Linked DNA regions of Mus musculus: region 1 is linked to region 2. A link is a contact called in public HiChIP or PLAC-seq data. All regions are on one chromosome and are shown on one strand. Each heading gives the region's core, a stretch centred on a gene start, on an enhancer-like site or on the middle of the called end of the contact. The rest is flanking DNA. Distances are from core to core; before and after follow the strand shown. Region 1 has its middle 12 kb from the start of Ston2. Region 2 overlaps Tshr (thyroid stimulating hormone receptor).

Evidence for each region. HiChIP or PLAC-seq counts read pairs in DNA pulled down with a chosen protein or histone mark.
Region 1: a contact with region 2 is called in an H3K27ac HiChIP or PLAC-seq map of extraembryonic endoderm stem cells. The contact joins two enhancer-like sites. A contact is called at or near these places in 12 of 39 promoter capture datasets (the 3T3-L1 cell line, 3T3-L1-derived adipocytes, the C10 cell line and 7 more) and 2 of 115 datasets of contacts at active chromatin or transcription factors (embryonic stem cells and extraembryonic endoderm stem cells).

Annotation. Positions count from the first base shown.
Region 1 is chr12:91,795,865-91,800,884 of GRCm38.p6, forward strand. No RefSeq gene overlaps it. Among named protein-coding and RNA genes, the nearest start is that of Ston2, 12 kb to the left of the region's middle. Within about 2 kb of position 3,052, at least 9 of the 459 cell types and tissues checked have an H3K27ac peak or open chromatin away from gene starts, as enhancers often do. A contact at or near this core is called in extraembryonic endoderm stem cells, where this site is marked.
Region 2 is chr12:91,474,199-91,479,186 of GRCm38.p6, forward strand. The region is part of intron 1 of Tshr (thyroid stimulating hormone receptor); the gene reads left to right. Among named protein-coding and RNA genes, the nearest start is that of Gm40541, 60 kb to the right of the region's middle. Within about 2 kb of position 2,408, at least 5 of the 459 cell types and tissues checked have an H3K27ac peak or open chromatin away from gene starts, as enhancers often do. A contact at or near this core is called in extraembryonic endoderm stem cells, where this site is marked.

The DNA.
Region 1 (5,020 bases), core at 1,802-4,301, 320 kb after region 2:
CTTCCTTCCTTCCTTCCTTCCTTCCTTCCTTCCTTCCTTCCTTCCTTCCTTCCTTCCTTCCAGGTCCTTTCTTCTTTTCTCTTTCTTCTCTCTCTCTCTCTTCTTTCCTTCCTTCCTTTCTTCTTCTATCCCTCTCTCCCCCTCTCTTCCTCTTCTTCCTCCTCCTCTTCCTCCTCCTCCTAATTTTCCTGGCTTTAAAAAAATTCTCATTAGCTGGGCAGTAGTGGCAAATACCTTTAATCCCAACAGTCCATAGGCAGAGAGGCAGGTGAATGTTTGTGAATCTGAGGCCAGCCTGGGCTACAGAGTGAGTTCCTGAACAACCAGGGCTACACAGAGAGAACTTGTCTCCAAAAAAAGCTGAATTAAAAAGGAGTTTTCACAAATGATACCATTCCCCACGACTCGTGGAATAGCTCCCATCTATAGAACTGCGTTCAGTAGCATCTGAAAGAGACGTGAAGGATAATGAACAAAGAAGGCATGTCCCTTAAAAATTATTCTAGATAGGACTGGAGAGATGGTTCAGAGCACTGGCTGCTCTTCTAGAGGAACCAGGTTCTATTCCCAGTACCCACAAGGTATCTCATAACCATATATAATTCCCGTTTCAGGGGCTCTGATGGCCTCTTTCGGCCTCTGAGGGTACAAGGCATGCAAATGGTACACAGACATACATGTGGACAAAATACCCTTCCACATTAAAGGAGGTATTCTAGGTCATTGGGCAGGAGAGATTATCCAGCCAATAAAGGTGCCCAACTTTCTGTCATTACAATGCATTGGTGGCTGAGGAGAGACCAACTCCTGAAAGTTGTCCTCTGACCCCCACACATGGGTGAGTACCCACATAACTTCACCCACCCCCAATTTTTTTTAAAAGGTAACAAAATTATAATAGGTTCTGCTCTAGGACAGGCAAGTGAACCCTGAGCATATATCTACTGAGGAGATGTAGAGCTCCCGCATGGCTCTGGGTCTCTGGGAGAAACCTTGAGCTCCCACACAGAAAGAGGGAAGGCTTCCCTCACCACACCCAGCTGCTTCCCCTCACAATCCATCATCAAGCCTGTTTTCTTCCTCGCAAGCTTTTGCCAGCCATTGCCCAGTCTTCCGGAAGGGGAATCAGCTTCCTGCCCCTGATGGGAGAGGACAGTTTCTATTCATGCCATTCACCAGGAGGGATCAGGAAAGGCAGGAGGATGTTGGCCAGGGGCTGTTTGGGAGCTTAGCTGTTGGACCTAGCATGGGTAAGACCCTGGGTTTGATCAGCAACGATGTACACATACAAAAGCAAACAAAAAATTGAGGGCGGGGGGGGGAAGCTACATGAACAAGAGTTTTTCTCAGGGAACATCTGGCATTGGCCTGGAAGGTGTGTTTGTGGGAGGTGGGTTGGGGAGTTGTCTCATTTCACACCCAAGGGGTCTGTCTGCCCAGGAAGTGCTGGCTGGCTGCCAGCTGACTTTAAGGAAGATGAGTCCAGAGTGCTCCCAGAATCCTCCTATGTATTTTGTTATTCTGTTCTGATTCTCCTTCTCCCTCTCTCCTCTCCCTCTCCCTCTCTGTAGGTGTGTGCATGATGTATGCAGGTGTGTGTGCCAAGTGTGGAAACCATAAGTCACTATCACCCGCCCTCTGTTCCTCTCCACCTTACATTTTGAAACAGAGTCTCTCTTTGAATCTGGAGCTCACTAATTCCACCAGATCATCTGACTAGCCAGTGGTCCTTCTGTCTCTGCCCCCACAGTGCTGGATGTCACCATTATGCCACCATGAACTTTTTTTTTTTTTAAGATTTATTTATTTATTATATGTAAGTACATTGTAGCTGTCTTCAGACACTCCAGAAGAGGGAGTCAGATCTCCTTACGGATGGTTGTGAGCCACCATGTGGTTGCTGGGATTTGAACTCTGGACCTTCGGAAGAGCAGTCGGGTGCTCTTACCCACTGAGCCATCTCACCAGCCCCCACCATGAACTTTTAATGACATCCGAGGGTCTAAGATCAGTGTAGCAAACACTTTACTCAATGAAACATCTTGCTAATCCTCTTCTTTCCTGATTGCTAGATATGTTTAAAGAGTATCAACTTGGACAGATTCTTATTTGCCTGTTTAGGCATTGTAACTAGCCCTGATCACTTTCCTCATTTCCCAAGGTCTTTCTCTTTTAGGAGGCTGCATTTAAGAAGTCAAAAGTCCTTGGAAACTATGTAGCAAAGCATTGAGACCTTAGATGATAGAACAAAGAAATGCTGGGGTGGGGGTGGGGTGTGGTGAAGTAAGGGGTGGGAGTGGGGGTGGCATTATTCCTTTAATCCCAGCACTTGGGAGGCAGAGGCAGGTGGATCTCTGTGCATTGGAGGCCAGCCTGGTCTACACACAGATTTCCAGGACAGCCAGACCTATACAGAGAAACCCTTTCTTGAAAAACAGACAGACAGAAGAACAGACAGACAGAACAAAGTAGTAAGGGTGTGATGGATTGTATATACTTGGCCCAGGGAGTGGCACTATTAGGAGGTATGGCCTTGTTGGAGTAGGTGTGTCACTGTGGGTGTGGTCTTTAAGACCCTCATCCTAGCTGCCTGGAAGCCAATATTCTGCCATCAGCCTTCAGGTGAAGATGTAGAACTCTCAGCTCCTCCTGCACCATGCCTGCCTGCATGCTGCCATGGTCCCACCTTGATGATAACGGACTGAACCTCTGAACCTGTAAGCCAGACCCAATTAAATGGTTTTTTTTTTGTTTGTTTGTTTTTTGTTTTATAAGATTTGCCTTGGTTGTGGTATCTGTTCACAGCAGTAAAACCCTAACTAAGACAAAGGGTGTCACAACACACCAGGACCAAGAGACAAAGCACATAGAAATTTGTGACGTGCTGCAATTTCTTTATCAGCAAGAGACTGATTTTCTGACAACAGCCCAGAAGCTCACAGCACCCAGTAAGGATCAGTGATCTTCGAGGAAAGGGGAGCAGTGTGATTACGTCCCCAGAGGGAAGTGGGTAGCTGCTAGTGAATGGTAGTCCTCATGTCAGAAGATGGAGCCAGAGCACTGTGGAGAGGCTCTCTAGGGAGACTCTTAGCAGATGTCCCTCTCTCCCTGGGCCCATCTCTGAATTAGCTACAACTGGAGGCAAGTCCTGGGAGTTTCCCACACCAAATGCTTAATCCTCCTTACTCTCCCTGCTTCACATGGTTGTGGAAGGAACAACTTGGTAGATGCCAAAGGAGGAAGCCGCCAGTGGAGACCCACGGGAGAGCGTGCAAGCCCAGGAGGACTTTGTTTCTTATGACACTGCATCCAGGACCTGGGTAGACCAGATGGCTCCTTGGTGTCAGGTGACATGTGTTCCCTGCAACTTCAGTATTATGTATGATAATACAATGAGGGAGTGCTGATGATGCCAAGAGGCCCCAAGGATGCTTCTAGAAGGTACAGTTATATTCTTGTGAGGAACATCTGACCTCAGACTTCATTTCAGAAAAGTAGCCTGGAAAAACAAAACAAAACAAAACAAACAAACAAAATACTGGAAAACTTGTCTTTTTTATGATAAAAATTAATTTATTTTTTTTACACTCCATATTCCATTACCTGTGCCCTCCACACCCCAACTTGTCTTTTTAAAAACAAAGCAAAGCAAAACAAAACAAGACAACAACAACAACAACAAAACCACGCACAACTTTTTTTCCGGTGTGACACTCTGGTGCCCTCTAGGGGATATTTTGGAAACTACACCCATGTTTTTTAGAGGATTACATTTGCTTATAAAGTAATTGATTTCATTGCGATATTTTCATATATGTGTCTCATTATAACGTCATTCTCCTTCATTCCCTTCCTCACTGCCCCTGATCTCATGCTCCTTGCCCCCCCCATCCCCACCCCGAGTCGTTCCATTCTTCTGCCCAGATAGCCTCATGACTTTGTCTTCTTTACCTCAAGAGGAACTGATAGATAGGTCCAGATTAAAAAACAATGTGAGATTCCTAGTTGAAAACAGGCGCACACAAGAGCTTAGACTCTGAACTGATGCATTCAATCATTTGACGTAGATGGGAACATGGTGTTATCATCTACAGCGTTCACATTTGAGGATCGTGCAATTGAGTAACAAAATAATCTCATGATGTAACCAGCGAGTTTACGATTTTGTGCTAGGTTGCAATCATTTTGCTGCCTTTGGGTGCACGTGGCAAGCGGGTGTAGGTTGGACTTGCCTGGTCGACAAGTGAATGGTAGATAGTTCAGCCCGACTTGCTGTTTAGCTTAGATGGAAGCAGTACTGGGAGAGTGAGAGGAGTCTGTCTGCATTGTGGTCTCTGTTCTCTGTGTACCCATTCTGTCTACATAACCACACCCCACAGGACGAAGATGGCTGTGTAACCGCTGGAGCTACAGAATCCTAAAAAGGAACTAGACATTTTTAGTGATCAGCTAGTGTTTAATGGTACTTTACCAACTCGATAAGACTTTTGAGAAAAAGGGGCTCAACTATATATATTCCAGGCAAGTTTTTCATCTTTATGATAGCCAGGCTTTCTGAGTGAAGAAAGATATGCATGGAAGGGCCCATGTCCCATGGAAGTTAGTAGACACAGGGCAAAGGTGGCAGCTCCTGGTGGCACTCACAGGCCCCCTGGCTACACTGCCTTTCTCCTCCTTTCTGGTCCAGTCTTGGGTGCAGTAAACACCCAGGTAGCATTGGATGGGATTGGCACAGCAGAGCTAAAGAGGGCAGAGGTTGTTTTGGTTTCTTTTCATTGATGCTCTAAGTACTCCATGTTTCCTCTTCTTAGTTTGGAAAGGGCTTTGTTACTCCAGTGGGTCGAGCTCAATGTTAAACGTTCTGTTCCTATTTCTTGGACACCGCCTGTGTGGGGGAGAGATTCCTGAGCAGGCCTCCCTCCAGGTGATGTGGGCCACTTGTCCCTCTCCTAAGCTGGTTTCTTGGAAGGATATGTTCATCCTTCTTGGGATTTGAGAGAGTTCAGGGAAGTCTCATACA
Region 2 (4,988 bases), core at 1,158-3,657:
CAGAAGCTGTCAGGTTCTCTGGCGCACCCTCTCACCTGTTCAGACTAATTTCCTAAGTTCGGCGGGTCTCGGACCAAGATGGCGACCGCTGCTGCTGTGGCTTAGGTCGCCTCCCCAGCCGGGCGGGCACCTGTCCTCCGGTCCGGAAGGTGGCCGGCTGTCCCCGGCCCACAAAGGGTGCTGCCTCAGCGCCTCTGTGCTTCTGCCTGTTCCAGACGCTCTCAGGTTCTCTGGCGCACCCTCTCACCTGTTCAGACTAATTTCCTAAGTTCGGCGGGTCTCGGACCAAGATGGCGACCGCTGCTGCTGTGGCTTAGGCCGCCTCCCCAGCCGGGCGGGCACCTGTCCTCCGGTCCGGACGGTGGCTGGCTGTCCCCGGCCCACAAAGGGTGCTGCCTCAGCGCCTCTGTGCTTCTGCCTGTTCCAGAAGCTGTCAGGTTCTCTGGCGCACCCTCTCACCTGTTCAGACTAATTTCCTAAGTTCGGCGGGTCTCGGACCAAGATGGCGACCGATGCTGCTGTGGCTTAGGCCGCCTCCCCAGCCGGGCGGGCACCTGTCCTCCGGTCCAGACGGTGGCTGGCTGTCCCCGGCCCACAAAGGGTGCTGCCTCAGCGCCTCTGTGCTTCTGCCTGTTCCAGAAGCTGTCAGGTTCTCTGGCGCACCCTCTCACCTGTTCAGACTAATTTCCTAAGTTCGGCGGGTCTCGGACCAAGATGGCGACCGCTGCTGCTGTGGCTTAGGTCGCCTCCCCAGCCGGGCGGGCACCTCAAAATATATTGTTTTAAAAGCCTGAAGTTTATGGGGTGGATCCCTGGATAAGGCAGTCTCTACATGGTCCCTCCTTTCATCTCAGCTCCAAACTTTGTCTCTGTAACTCCTTCCAAGGGTGTTTTGTTCCCACTTCTAAGGAGGGGCATAGTGTCCACACTTCAGTCTTCATTTTTCTTGAGTTTCATGTGTTTAGGAAATTGTATCTTATATCTTGGGTATCCTAGGTTTTGGGCTAATATCCACTTATCAGTGAGTACATATTGTGTGAGTTCCTTTGTGAATGTGTTACCTCACTCAGGATGATGCCCTCCAGGTCCATCCATTTGGCTAGGAATTTCATAAATTCATTCTTTTTAATAGCTGAGTAGTACTCCATTGTGTAGATGTACCACATTTTCTGTATCCATTCCTCTGTTGAGGGGCATCTGGGTTCTTTCCAGCTTCTGGCTATAATAAATAAGGCTGCTATGAACATAGTGGAGCATGTGTCCTTACCCCATAATCAGAATCCAAACGCTGACACCATTGCATACACTAGCAAGATTTTTATCGAAAGGACCCAGATGTAGCTGTCTCTTGTGAGACTATGCCGGGGCCTAGCAAACACAGAAGTGGATGCCCACAGTAATGGATGGATTACAGGGCTCCCAATGGAGGAGCTAGAGAAAGTACCCAAGGAGCTAAAGGGATCTGCAACCCTATAGGTGGATCAACATTATGAACTAACCAGTACCCCGGAGCTCTTGACTCTAGCTGCATATGTATCAAAAGATGGCCTAGTCGGCCATCACTGCAAAGAGAGGCCCATTGGACACACAAACTTTATATGCCCCAGAATAGGGGAACGCCAGGGCCAAAAAGGGGGAGTGGGCGGGTAGGGGAGTGGGGGTGGGTGGGTATGGGGGACTTTTGGTATAGCATTGGAAATGTAAATGAGCTAAATACCTAATAAAAAATGGAAAGAAAAAAAAATAAATAAAGCCAAAAAAAAAAAAAAAGCCTGAAGTTTTTACTTTAGATCTTGACACAGGAAGTGAATTCTCCTTGAATCATGACTAGGAAGTATGTTATTCTTCTTTTCTGTCTTTCCCAGTGAATTATGGGAAAAATGTAAGCATCATCAAAAATCATGAGATGATAAATGTGAATTAAATTCACTTGACCAGTGATTTTTTCCCACTGTGTGAAACCAGATTTTCTAAGTTTAATGCTATCCCTCAGAAAAGGACTTTACAAGATGTAAAAGTGCTCTGAGCTTTTGAAAGCACCAACAGCTGTCTAGGCGGAGATGAACCTAAACCTTCTAAACGCTCTACCCATTTACATTACTTCATCAAAATGACGAGTTCTCTGGTTTCACTTTGATTATTTTGTAACTGAGAGGACTGTAGGAAGAAAGGGTTTTCACTGCTGTGTTTTTTGTGACGATCAAGATTGTCAGTAGGCAATGAGTTTCCGCTGTAGCACACAGGACAAATAAATGAACACTTTGCTGATAGGGTTTTCCTTTTATGACAGTGAGATATTTCCAGGTAATGCACCCGTTTGCTACCTCTTTGTATAAAATTGTAGCATTGCATAACTCATTAGACCTACCTGTGAAAGCTGGAGTGTTTGGAGAAGCAGGAAGTGGACTTGCATGGATCAGTAAAACAATCAGGAAATGTTTCAGGTTTCCTTCTGCAGAATTCACAGTCCCAGGAGTCCCCATGTAAGTCTCCATTTTGCAGACCTGTCTACAGTTTTTCTCCTGGGGTGATGGTGATGGAAAGCTAACCTGTACAGGAATTGACCCATCACCCAGTTTGTGACCCTATGGTTGTGCCTTGGAAGGAACTATGTATATACATCTGAGTTTGTTTGTTTAATTGTTTGTTTGTCTGTCTTTCAGAGAAACTTTGATGACAATATACTATTTCTTTTAGTGGTGTGCCATCCTCTATTCACATTCCCTTTTCTGGATATCTCCCTCCCTTCCTTCCCACCCCCTCCTCCTTTGTTTGGCTTCTCTATCAAGAATGAGCAGTGTTTGTTTTGCTCATGTTTGCAGTAGCAGGGGAAGAATTTAAGAATTGTTTCAAAGGATAGGAGGACTGCAAATTGCAGGCAACTAAACAATACTCAGTTGGCTAATTCGGGGGGAATGCTTTCAAGTGTTAAACACACAGGAAAGATCTACAAGAAACGTCAGGAAAACTATACCCATTATATCTGGAGACTGAATATATTCTAAATACTTTTTAATCTAATGAAAGAAAACTAATAATTATAGTCTTTTCCTTTCTTCCAAGTAGACATTCTAAAAGCAAGCATATAAACACAATCTCTACTCTGCTATCCACAGAACTACAATGAGAACACAAATTCAATGAACTCCACATTTTTTGAATGGTTCAGAAAGCTTAAAGTCCAATGAGTAATCTCATGAATGCAAACTGTCTATGTAAACAATGTTGGATAAGGACATTTTTTGTTATCTATCACATCATAAGAATTTGCCCCAAATGAAGAGATTTTAAAATAAGAACTACTTCATTGCATTTACATATGTACTACGAAAGAGATCAGGATTGTTCTCACAGTATAAACAGAAATCTCTTAGAGCCATTCATGTGACAAGTAGCCTTGGCTGGAGACCCCGAGATGGCTTCATTTACACATATGCAGCCTTGGTGACACTCATCTGAATGTCAGTCTCTGGTGGCACTTGGGAGCTCCTCTGTGGCTTCTCTGCACAGCAGTCTCTAGGTAGTTACACTAACAGAACAGAACCAAACTCCCAGAAGAAATTCCCCACGGATTCTCAGAGATGCAGCAAGGCTTCTTAGCAAAAGTCAAGATCCCAGAACTTCACTTCTACAGCATTCTGTGGCCAGCCAGAAGTAAGGCCGATCCTAATTCACAGAGAGATGGATTTGTGTCCATCTAACACAGAGAGCCCCTCCCAATGGCACTTACCACACTGTCTTACTTCTCTACATAGAGGAGTAAAGAACAAAAACAGAGAGAGACGTCTGATCCATAAGTAAGAGAAAATGCCACTAGATCTCAACAGGCCAATGACTTCATAAGCCACGGCTTCAAGTCAGCTATGTTAAGTCTTGTATACTATAATAAAATAAAGAATGATAGAGAGAGAGAGAGAGAGAGAGAGAGAGAGAGAGAGAGGAAAGTCCAAAGAAGACTCAAGTGAACTAGCTGAGGTTAGTAATATATAAAATAAAAACATGGATAAGATTAAGAGAATTAAACATTACAGGAAAAAAAATGAATCAAAAGATAGAAAGTTAGTAACTGACAGCCATATAAAACTAAATATAAAAAGGGGAAAGTTTGAAAAGCCGAATAACAGGGGCCAACCCAGCGGCAGCTCAAAGCACTTGCTACATGCCTCACTAGGTGAGGTCAGCCCTGGGTTCCACACAAGGAAAGAGAGAAACAACTATGGCAGGTTGTCCTGTGACTTCCATATGCCTGTTGTGATATGCACATGCATGTATATAATTTTAAAAATGTTTTAATGTGTCAGTATACATTCTAGCTCAAAGCAGGATGAGGGGCTCATGAGTTCCATGCTTCAACTAGGGAACTATAGGTCATTGATAGTGTCTGAGGAGGGAGAGTCTACTTTTGTCTGTGGGTTTGACTACTGGTCGGTAAACCTGGCTCTAGTGGAAGGCCCTGCATACATGAGTATGTGGGCGGCACAAGGTGGACTCTCTGGGTTATTTTTTTTTTTTTCTGAAGCACATCAAGTTGGGGATTTATGTGGGATGCTAGAGAGATAAGGATGAATCTAGGAGGAGCTAGAGAACTGGAGGGCAGAAATGATCACAACACATTGGAATTTTCAAAGATCTACTTACTTAAAAATGACCAGATCTTTTTGTTTGGTTAGTTGATTGGTTTTGTTTTGTTTTGCTTTGCTTTGCTTTGCTTTGCTTTGCTTTGCTTTGCTTTGCTTTGCTTTGCTTTGCTTTGCTTTGCTTTGTTTTGTTTTGTTTTGTTTTGTTTTGAAGATGGGGTTTCTCTGGGTAACTGCTCTGGTTGTCCTGGAACTCTGTAAATCACGCTGGCCTCGAACTCAGAGATCTGCCTGCTTCTGCCTTCCTAGTGCTGGGATTAAATGCTGTGCTGGCTCCACATAACTAGAGCTTAAGAAGAGTAGAACAAACCAGAATTTTTTAAAAAAGAAAAGCTTAGAGTAATCACAATT